Regions from separate parts of the Rattus norvegicus genome. Here region 2 is linked to region 1. A link is a contact called in public Hi-C data. All regions are on one chromosome and are shown on one strand. Each heading gives the region's core, a stretch centred on a gene start, on an enhancer-like site or on the middle of the called end of the contact. The rest is flanking DNA. Distances are from core to core; before and after follow the strand shown. Region 1 holds the start of Ccdc182 (coiled-coil domain containing 182). Region 2 overlaps Msi2 (musashi RNA-binding protein 2).

Evidence for each region. Hi-C and Micro-C count contacts between places; a contact is called where the count stands out from the background.
Region 2: a Hi-C map of kidney shows a contact between it and region 1, with 4 times the contacts expected there. The contact joins the enhancer-like site here to the promoter of Ccdc182 in region 1. A contact is called at or near these places in 8 of 12 Hi-C or Micro-C datasets (the A7r5 cell line, Schwann cells, frontal cortex and 3 more) and 1 of 1 datasets of contacts at active chromatin or transcription factors (oligodendrocytes).

Annotation. Positions count from the first base shown.
Region 1 is chr10:73,585,324-73,591,042 of GRCr8, forward strand. It overlaps Ccdc182 (coiled-coil domain containing 182), which reads left to right and starts at 2,093. Exons shown (of 1, transcript NM_001277485.1): 1 at 2,093-2,905. The coding sequence starts at 2,126. The coding sequence ends at 2,584.
Region 2 is chr10:73,699,955-73,705,151 of GRCr8, forward strand. All of the region lies in intron 8 of Msi2 (musashi RNA-binding protein 2), which reads right to left. Among named protein-coding and RNA genes, the nearest start is that of Ccdc182, 120 kb to the left of the region's middle. Within about 2 kb of position 3,082, at least 20 of the 93 cell types and tissues checked have an H3K27ac peak or open chromatin away from gene starts, as enhancers often do. A contact at or near this core is called in kidney, where this site is marked.

The sequences.
Region 1 (5,719 bases), core at 843-3,342:
ACGCCACAGTGGGGGGGACAGGCTCAGCAAGGGGAGGCGACTGACCTAGGGCCACCCAGCAGCTTCCGACTCCAGCTTTCCTGACTCCCAGAAAAGTAACCACTCTTCCCATTCAACGTTCCTTCTCAGTAATTAGAGATGCTTGTGATTCAAAATTTCACCTTCTTTTAGCTACAACTGTCCCTACAACATGCCCCCTTCTGATGACTACTTGAGGCCACTAGATATTCAATGGACATCTCAGAGAAGAAGGCAGCAGACACATGGGCCCTTCTGTGCTAGAGTTGACTTATCCAGGCTTAGGAGGGCTCACATGGTTCTTCACTTCCGGGACAGCAAGTTGGGAGCTTGAAACTATCCTTGCTGGGAGTATTTAACCTGTGGAGATTGGTTGCAGCTTCACATCAGAGATTTTCTCTCCCAGAGAGTTGTATACCACAGCTCTCGAAAACTCAGAGAAGGAAACAGGGGCTCGAGGGGGTAAGGTGATTCACTAATGAGACATTGCTTCTAAGTGGTGAAGCCTGGACTCCAGTGCGGGATGGCGGGTGATAGGTTGCCTAGAGACCTAACAGTCTTTGAAGTCACTTGGAAGTGACAGAGTCTAGCTCGATTCCGGGGAGCTTACTCTGTGTTGTTCTGCAGTGACAAAATAAAGTATCAGAGGCTGAGAGATCAACAAAACAGCAGCAAAACATGTGTTTCCCTACAGTTCTGTAATTCCAGAAGTTGGGAAGTCTAAAATCAAGGAGCTGGGGTCTGGCGAGGAGACTCATGCTATGTCTTCCTATATGGAAAGTACCCATTGCAGGAAGGGGAAGGTGGCAAGAGAAACAGAAAAGGGGTCAAGCAGAGATTATTATGATAATGAACCCATTCTAGAAATGGTACCACCCATCTGATAGACTCTGCCTCAGAAAGGCCCTCACTTCTCAATACTGATAGGATGACAGAGTTTCAAAATGCCTTGGGAAAGGGACAGACATTTAAACCTTGGCACTAGATGCTACTGTGGCTGCTGTCTCAGGTAGAGTCATTGGTAGGATGGCAGTGTAGAAACCAGTTTGAGTGAAGAGGTAATTTATCTAGCTCTAGATGGATTGGCTTCCAGGCTGATTGTTGGGGAGATGTTTATGTTTGGAATCCTAGTAGGAGGTCTGGGCAAGAGACTGCAATATGCAAAGGCCATCTTGTTCTCCACCAAGCCGCTTGTGGCTACAAACATTTGCCTCTGTTAGAGTAACCAGGCAAACCCACAAGGTTTACCTGTATACACGCTCCTCTTACTTGCCACCCTCCAGGAATGTTGGGAAATAGTACTTAGGCTCATTCCCTAGTTCCAGAACCCAGCGAGCACTCAGGAAGCTTTAACTGAATAAATATGAATGGCTCATTTTTCTTTTTTCTTTTTTCTTTTTTTCGGAGCTGGGGACTGAACCCAGGGCCTTGTGCTTGCTAGGCAAGCGCTTTACCACTGAGCTAAATCCCCAACCCCGAATGGCTCATTTTTGTCCTACAGACAAGTCTGTGGACCACCCTTCAAGAGCAAACATGTTTATCACAACAAGTAGATCATCTATGCAATCTGACATCGTCTAGCCACTGCAGGAATATGGATTTGGGATCGATTACTCCTTTAGCATCTTACAGCTTAAGAAAACCAGCCGTTACTTCTTAGAATGCCTTTGTTCTATTGGTGAGGCTGAAAGAAGCCGACACCAGGCCATAAAATCATCCATGTGCCTTATTGGGTGGGAGCTGCTCACTCTTGGCAGCCAGTGAACCCGACCTGGCTTGCCTTGACTTGGCCAGTTTTCTCCACTCCCTCGGATTTGGCTTCCTCTTGGGGTTAAAGGGATGCTTGAACTCTAGTTCTTCCGACAGGGTGACGAATTATTGAGAAGCTTCATTTCAGGAGACTTGGGGAAGCGCACGTAAAACTGTAGGTTACCAACCCAAAACGCTACAATATGCAAAATAGTGAACTGGGGCTTTCCTTCTGATTGGCTGAAGGGTCTTGATGTCATAATGAGTCGGGGTCTATCCACTTCAAATGATAGTGCCTCTAGTCCCCCAAACATCTCTCGGACTCAGTTTCTTGGCTTCCTCTCTGCAGAAGGAGATAATGGAAGCCCTCTTTCAGGCAGGGTCCATTCTTATGAAGGTGAATACCTTACAGGGCAAGAAGATGGTAGAGAGTGGGCTCCAGTCTGGGGACCTTTCCCTGTCTCAATCATGGCCCTCCTATCTCCCTCTGCCGGCCGACTTGGAGATCCTGCAGCAGAAAGTGACCGCGGTGCAAGCGGAGCTGGAGGACTTCAAGAAGGAGGCGCTGAAGGCCATCCGATACTTGGAGGACGCCTTCTGCCAGATGAGTGGGGTTCTGGCACAGCAGGAGGAACAGGCAGCGCGAGTGAAGCAGCGGCTGAGGGAGGAGGAGGACCGCGGCATAGTTCGCAACAAGGTCCTCACCTTCCTCCTGCCCCGGGAGAAGCAGCTTCGTGAACACTGCCAGCGGCTGGAGAAGATGCTGGTCAGGAGCCACGACCCGCAGCGAGTCATCAAAAAGAGCCAGGCTGACTGAACGGCCCTCGTGTGCATCTGAGCTGGCGGGCAAGATTGTTTTTTAATGGAAGGACAAACGTTAAGTCCCCATTTATTCCCCTTTCCCCATTTTTATTGCTTTCCTGCTACCAAAATAACACCATGCAGAGAGGCAAAAAAGACCTCAATACGGTTTTCGGGTGAAGTTCCGTTTATCCAGCCTCGGCAAGGAAGGAGTCCCTAGACACTAAGTCAGACCTGTAACGGTCACCTCGAACTGTTCCCGGTTTGTAATGGTTCGGTTGCTTGGATGCAGTAGCATTTTTTCTTGTACATTCTTAAACCGGTTGTGTTGAACAGATTTACCTTTCTTTTAATGACTCCAGGCTTTCGTGCGTTATCACTTGACAATTACTGAGACCTGCTTACTGAGACCTGTCCATGTGTTTTCTACACTGAGACAGGCTGGAGGCTTAGTGAGAGGGTTTGCCCATATCCTAAAAATGGACTCAGTCGGCTGGATTTGTGTAATTCCTGACCGAGCCATCTCAGTCTTCTCACAAGGTTGGACTATTGTTTCTCTCTTCTCCTTACTGCTTTGGTTCAACTTTGCTTCCTCTCCATTTAGCCTGAAGATGGGCTGTTCCTGTTAGGTTTCTGATGATAGAACTCGCTGTATTCCAGGGCACAGGAGGTGACACCCATAAGTTCGCACAATAAAACAGTGAAACTGACACCTTCATTTGACTCAGTGAACAGTAGTTGTTAGGGTGTCTGGTCATTTATCAAACAGTGTATCCCTCCCTCTACCATCTGCCCCCACAGGCCCCTCCTGAGGGCAGGACAGCGCTGTTTCAAACGGTAAACTAACGGGCAAAGCCAGGGCATTCACCTCTGTGCGCTCTCTGTGTTAACGAATGGCTAGTGCTCCAAGCCCAGGCCCCTAGTGTGTAATCATTTACAGTCTTGCAGGCTCACAAGCCTCTGAACCAATCAGACTGTTTTTGGACTGGCTCCTTCTGGGGTACTGGAGCAATCACATGTGTGGCTCGAGGCCATTAGCAGTCACTGTGACTTGTGTTTACAATCAACTGTTTTCCCCAATTCATACATTATTTCTCCGGCCCTTCTCAGAGGCTGCCACACATCAAGCCTGAGGGGTCTGATGGCCAGAGGCGACACTGAGCAGTTGGATGTCTCTAGTCCAGGGCTTGCAGCCTGGCACGTGCCCTCTGACCTTCCGGTACGGCCTTGTTCATTCTCCTCTTTTACTCAGACTCTCAAATAAGATCCAAATATTTGGGTCCCCTTGAGTTGGCCTCCACCAAAGGACATTGTGATCATTGGTTAAGCACAATATCCAGTCATCAACCGCCTTCCTAGAAGAGCGGTATCTCTGCTCTAACTATAGTCAGCCTCTCCTCTAGCTGAAACAGTGACTGAGTTCATTTAGCACCAGTAATATTGATAATCCCACGATAGCTTAGAGCCATCAGGCACAGTGCACACTGCCACAGGCTTCACTTTAACGTTACGAGGAAACTGAGACTGAAGCTGAGTAACTTGCCCAAGATCAAAGCTGGCCAACTGGAGATCTGAACGCAGCACGAGCCAGCTCCTTCAGAGCCTATGTTCTTAGCTGTCCTGGAATGTTCTGGAAAGCTTTATGGATGTCTGATATATGCCCCTAGTGTCCGTGAAACACTGCTGATTGCTAAGGTTAGAGGTGGGGGAGAGAGGAGAGTTTTCAAACGTAAGTAGAAAGGAGTGCTTGACTGGTTAATAGAGGTCTACCCTACGTGGAGGAAACAGGATCTAAAGGCACCCACTTACAAAGAGAGGACTCAAGTCTCCTGCAGGTCCAACCTGCCAGGCTCTTGCCCAGAGACATGGTATATGTGTATGGGGAGGGGTTTGAGAGGAGGTTAGGTGATTAGTGACAGCAAGACCACATCTGCAGCCACCCATGTTTAGTTTTGGTCTGACATTTTGAGAGGGCCCTAGATAGTTGGAAGCATGGCCAGAGCATGGGAGAGGTCAGATGATCTGTAGGAGGGGACAGGAAAGAAGGACCTGGGGACCTTAGAGATATTTTTAGGGAAGGCCCAATCAGAATTTTTCAGGCAGGCACTGGACAGTGGGATTCCCGGGGCCTAATAAGCGCCTCCTCTCCTTTTCCTGCTCAGGTTAAGTGCCAGTTGAGGATAAGCGCAAAAGACAAGCCAATGGAGACAAAATGTCACCTTTATAGTTGATAGCATGCGTGAGAGTGTGGCTTAGGATCTGTCAGCCACATCTAGCTGAGACCTTGTCCCTAAACCTGATGCCATCTCCAGGAACAGTGCAGCCACTGTGTGGTGGTGGGTCTCTCAAAGGGCCGTGCCTATGGGTTTGCGGAAATGATCTGTGTGCACAGAACGGGCTTGGGGGAGAGGACGTGGTGTGTGCTGGGTGAGCACCGCTCTTTCTCCAAACACTTCAGGTGGGAAGTTGTCAGAGAGGCCAGGGGTGTCACCTGAACCAGCCTCTTTCCATTATGAAAGAGGCTGAGGAATAAGCAGAGAGGAAAAGGTTTCAGTCGAGCCATCTAATCCTGCAGGGTGGCAGTTGTGATAACAGATAGCAGAAGCAGACCTCCAGCTCGTATAAGAAACAGAATAACATAGGAGTTACTCCCTGTCTGGGCTCTAAAGGGCTGCCCCAGCTCATTTGAGATGTGGATGTTTTTGGAAAAACTTTCGTATTTAAAGGAATCTTAAGAACTAGTTTCAGAGCCCTTGCAACATCCTATCCTATAGACGATCTCTGCTTCTTCCCTGGGGCCTCTGTCCTCACCAGATGGCTTGTGCTAACAATGTGATTTATGCTTAGGGCTCTGGCTCATGCTGTATGGATTTGACCTCTAGGGGAGCTGCAGACTTCAGAACTAAGGTCAGCTACACCGTGGCTTTGTGTCTGAGAGACAAGCCACCAATAAAAACCCTGGACACTAGTACCCAGAGGATTTGACCTGGTCGGCTCTACTTGACCCACGTTGCCACACGCTGTTGCTGAGAAAATTAAGCATCACGCATACAAATGTGCCAAGAGGCCAGCTAGAAGCCTCGAGGCCCTGACACTATCCTCTGGGTCTTTGCTGCTTTTAAACTCTGTTCTCTCCACGGTGCTGAACAGA
Region 2 (5,197 bases), core at 1,832-4,331, 120 kb after region 1:
ATGTACAAACTGAACATGTTAGAAACCGTTCACTTCTCAAGGAAGCCAAAGGCCCGGTTTCAAAGGATAAAATTCCCCAGTGTGCAGACACTGACCTTGACTGTCTGGCTGGTAGGAAGGGGAGGGGAACAAAGAACTCAGGAGGCTGTCCCTGTAGCTTTTATGCTGGTGCCTGCCTTTGTATAAAGATTCCTGACAGACCCGAGAGGCCTGGCTGGGCCTTGGCCCAGGGTCAGTTTGGCCTCCTCCTTAATCAACTGGCAGCTCCCCGAGTTGGTTCTAGAGGATTCCAGGTGATCCCTGCTTCTCTGATACTCCAAAGCAACAGCTTTGCTGGTATCCAGAAAGGAGAGAGGAGAGAGCGTCGTGTAGGTCCAGGATTTTCCCAGAATCTGATAGCTACACAGATGTCTCCACAGGACGGGGCAGATGGGCCCACCTCCAGAGAGCCCGTTACTCTTCCACACTCCATCACTGCCATTCAATGCAAAGACCCTCACTCCTCCGAGCCACTGACTGCCCTTTGGCCCTCTCTACCCATCAGAGGCCTTTCTGAGGACCCCAGGGAAAGCAAGATCCTTGACTGGGATCTTGTAAGTGCATACTCAAAACCCAGCGATCGTCTGGTGGCCAAGCACCAGAGCAGCCAGCTGTGCATGGCATCAAGTCAGCTTTGACTACAAAGAGGTTCTCGAGGACATGGGACCCTCGTGATGATACAAAGGGGGATGTTTACAGTAAAGGCAACAATGGACAACATGCCAACAGAAGAGATGATGGCAACCAGTTGTGCCATCTGCCTCCAGACACATGCTGGACATAAATGACCTGGAGCCATAGGTAGGAGGCATCAGAATCCAGTTCCATTGGCAGAGTATGCTTAGGAATCTACTCCAGAGAAGAAGAGAACAATGGAATTCACACATCACCATCTGATGCCTGCTAGGCACTCACACCATTCGTGTGTGTGTGTGTGTATGTGTGTGTGTGTGTGTGTGTGTGTAAGATATTTCCATGGATTGTACAATAAACATATAAAATAGCTATTCAACAGAGCGTGTGACACACAGAAGCCCCAATCAATGCCCCCAACTCTCAGTCACTTCACTGAACGTGGGCTTCATTCATTTGGGGGAATGGCTTCCTCCCTGATAAAGAAACTGAGGCCTCAAGGACAAACAAACAAACAAACAAACCATCATTTCTGGGGACAGCCAGTATCCAGTCATGGGGCTTCTAAGGTCAAACCCCAGTTCCCTTTGCTAGGTCCTGCCCTCTCTGCCCCTCCTCAGCCCTCTAAGGCCTAATCCGATGCTATTTCTTCCACAAAATCATTCCCAACTCCAGCTTCCAGAATTAATTTCCTCACCACTTACAGAATTAATTTCATCCACTGTTTCCTCTGCTTAGGGTTTTTATTGAAACCAGCGATGGCAAAGTGAAGTAGGTCATAAACCACTAATATTGAGCACCGAGCAAGGCGGGGTAGCGTGTGGACACAGAGAGGAGTACGAGGGCAGGCGTCTCTTCTCTCAGAAGTGCTCAGGGTTTGGGCGATGAGCGGAGAAGAGGCAGAGTCTCCATTCACCAATGCTTCTTGAGACAAGCACTCTAACAACGACACCTTAGTCCCAGGGCAGGCTGAGCCTCATGTGTCAGAGTAAAGTACAGCTCCCTGCTCTGGTTCAGCTCTACCTTTGGGCTCTGGGGTTGAGCACAGCTAGCTTCTCAGCACTCAGAACCCTCATCTGCAAGGTAGAGTCTGTCAATAGCACCTCTTCCACTGGAGCAAAACCTACACAAAGCCCTTGCCCTAGAGAAGACGGAAGCATCCTGCTATGTGCATAGTGTACAGGAAAACCTCGGAAGAAGGAAGGTAAAGCCAGTTTATACCTGTGCTCATTTTGTTTCTAAAGTTCAAGACGGAAAGAGGCTGCCCCTCCCACCTGCAGGCCCCGCCCTATTCCTAATGGACGGTTCCACCCCTAACCACCACCCCCCAACCAGGTAATCCCAGCTCCCTGCATTCATCAGCAAGGTGTGCCAGGGGAGCTGGCAGGCTGTACTATTTGAGGAAATAGCTGACGGCAGTAGCACCAGCTGTTCTCTTTTTTGCGGGCACCTGCAAGGGCATTTCAAAGTGAAGAGGAAGCTTGGCCCCCGGCAGGTGTCCAAAGCTGGGTGTAAGACAGAGTGGGTGTCTACCCCAGCCCAGAGCCAGCTTCTCTTAACCAGGCAACAGTCTCCCTGTAGAGACAACAAGGGAAGGTGCCCTTTCAGCAGCAGCCTGGAGCTCGGTGGATATGGGGTGGAGCAGCTTCAGAAGAGGTCAAAGAAAGGACCTCAAGACAAAAAGCCTAGAGAAGGCACAGGAGGGCTTCTTCCGGGGCTTCTGTGTGCTCCCCTTGCAAGAGTTGATGGGGGCCACACCAGCTGAGCAGGTGTGGAGACCCCAGAGCTTCGGTGTCCTGCCCCCATTTCCTCTCCATCCACTGGCCTGACTAGAGGACCAACCAAGGGCAAATGGGAAGAGACTGACTGGGAGGCCACCTCCCGGCAGGCTGAATTACTTCTGCCTAAAGAGCAGCACACGTTTCCCACAGACCGCCCCCATTTCCCCCTCCACTTCTCCCAGGCTTCCCCCGGCACACATACTGTTTGGCTCTCATTAGCAGAGCCTGTACACAAACGAGCGTGTGCACACATGCGTGTGTGATGTGTAGGGCTCGGGATCTCTCCCTCTCCCACGTAAACACGGGATTCGTTTATTAAATGCCTCTCTGCCATTTCCTTTTTTGCCTTCATCCTGCTTGTTTAATATTGCATTTGACATTCTCATTTTATAAATGGCAACAGAAGCAGAATGGATAGCTAAAATTAGCTCACGGGTGAGGGCGACGCCGCAAATAGCATCGTGAGCACAGAAGCCCAGTCAATTCCACCCACCCACCCCCACAGTTTGGGGCTGGTTCCTGACTGAGCTTTCAGGCTTTGGCGATGAGGACGATGCCTGAAGGAGAGGATGAAGGGACTGTCACTAGGCATTCTGCCAGAAGCATGGCACAGATGCTGACCTCGGGGCGGTTCCAAGGGCCAACTTGGCCCAGCACTGTGGTCCTGATTTGGAGGGGCTAACTCAGCTCTCTCATGTGCCTGCTGTGCCTTGCTCCTTAGTGTTATGCTGTAAGGTTTGGTCCTCCAAGCGTGCTCTGAGCCGAAGAGGGTAGGATCACAGCTTTTGCTCCTGAAAGTGAGTGCTCTGAACCTATTCAAAGAACGAGTCAGTCAAAGGGTCTGATTCAGCTTTTCTGGGACCTAAAGAGCCCCATGTCGTGGGGTTAGAGAGATACTTTAATGCTTAAGAGGCCTTCGTCAGAGGATCTGAGTTTTGTTCCCAGCACCCACGTCAGAAGGCTCACAATGGTCTGTAACTCCAGCTTCTGGGAACCCAACGCCCTCTACTGGCTTCTACAGGCAATTGTGCATATAGGTGCACAGAAAACAAAATATAATCTTAAAAAAAGAATCCCACTTTAGCACTCTGCTGCTTGTTCCAGAGGCTGCATCCTCTCATCTCTGGGGGGACCACCTGCAGTTAGGCACCGGAAGTACCTACCTCCCATGGGGACTTGGGAACCAGTCCTGCCTGGTCCCGCAGCCTTCTTCCCTACAGATCTCTTATTTACTCAACCCAAATGATTCTGAGAACGATGCCGATGCTGATATTAAAAAGATCGAACACTGCTGGAGCAAGGCATGGCGTGACTCTGCTCCAAACCTTACAGAATTCTTCCTCTCGGCAGTAGTTACCTGAGGTCCCACTCTTAAGAAGGGGGACAAGCACAGAAGCTAACTTGATGAAGCGAGTGTGTGTCAGTGCACTGGACTGTGAGGTGCTCAGCAGGGAGCGTTTGTGGTGCATGTGACAGGGAGGCACACGGGGTGGACAGAACTGCCCTCTGACCTTGGCTCCTCTCTCTACCTTGTCATGGTTGGGTGCTCTCCTATGTATGATGGCACGCCAACAGACCACTTCTTCAAGCCCCACTGTTGGCGGCATCCTCGCTTTTTCTGCTTCACAAAGCACTATTCTATGGTAAGCCTAGCTTGGTCATGCAGTTAAACCTCTTTTCTTAGGGCCCTGGAGGCAAGCATCACCCAGAACTGGACTTGCTCAGAGCTAGTTTAGGCCTTAGTTGCAGATGATGGTCAGTTGCAGGCCAAATCCATCTGGCTGCATCCTGTTTTTGTAAATTAGGTTTTATTTGAGCACAGCCACACCCGCTCATTTACATACTGTCTGGGGTCCGTGTTTGGCCACAATGGTGGAGTTGAATAGCTGTGACAGAGACCATATGGTCCTTCAAGCCTCAATATTTACTATCTAGCCCTTTATAGAAAGCTTGGCCTCTGGCTTAGGCCAAACAGAGGTCACTAAGAGTGTTTTCAGGAGAGCTGGATTCCTGCCAGCCTCTCAGAATATAAATATGACCACAGAGTAGGCAATGACTCTGGGACCAGGAGCAGAACCAGGGATTCATCTGAGCTGCAGAGGACGAAGCAGGTGCAGGTAGATGGCGGAGGACCACACAATACCCAGTAGTGAGTCTGGACTTCTGTCTCAGATAGCAAACCATTTCCCCCATTTTAGAGACAGGCAAGTCAGAGATGAAGCAACTTGCTCAAGTCCGCAGGGTCAGCAAGTGGCAGTCCCAGAATTCAGGACTAGAAAGCTGTACTCCCGAGCTCATGGTGCCTCTAAATGACCCAGCAGGTCCTCACGTGGTGACAGAAGGCACTAACCTTTTCCTCTAAAAGGTATGCCTCATAGTAAGATCAGGGCAGAAAGGCAGGCTTCTGCGGAGAGGACGCCGGGTTTCTGGGAGTTTCCAGGGCTAACTGATCTTTTTCTGATGAGAAAGAGTCTGGCTGGGGCGGGGTGAGTACCAAGCCTAGCCAGTGTCTCATCTCTGTCAAGGGGGGTGGGTACCACAGCATCAGTGGGATCCATCAGTGGGCATCCTCCACTGGTGCTTCCCTCAAGTCTTCAGTGTGCAAACAAGTCACTCCCTGGTTCTTGAGTGCGAGGCTGGGAGGGCCAGAGACCCCACATTCATCATTTCCTCCCACAGGCTGCCCACTCTGGGAGCACCACTGACCATAGTTCGAGGTGTTCTGCTAGGATTCCACTCACTCC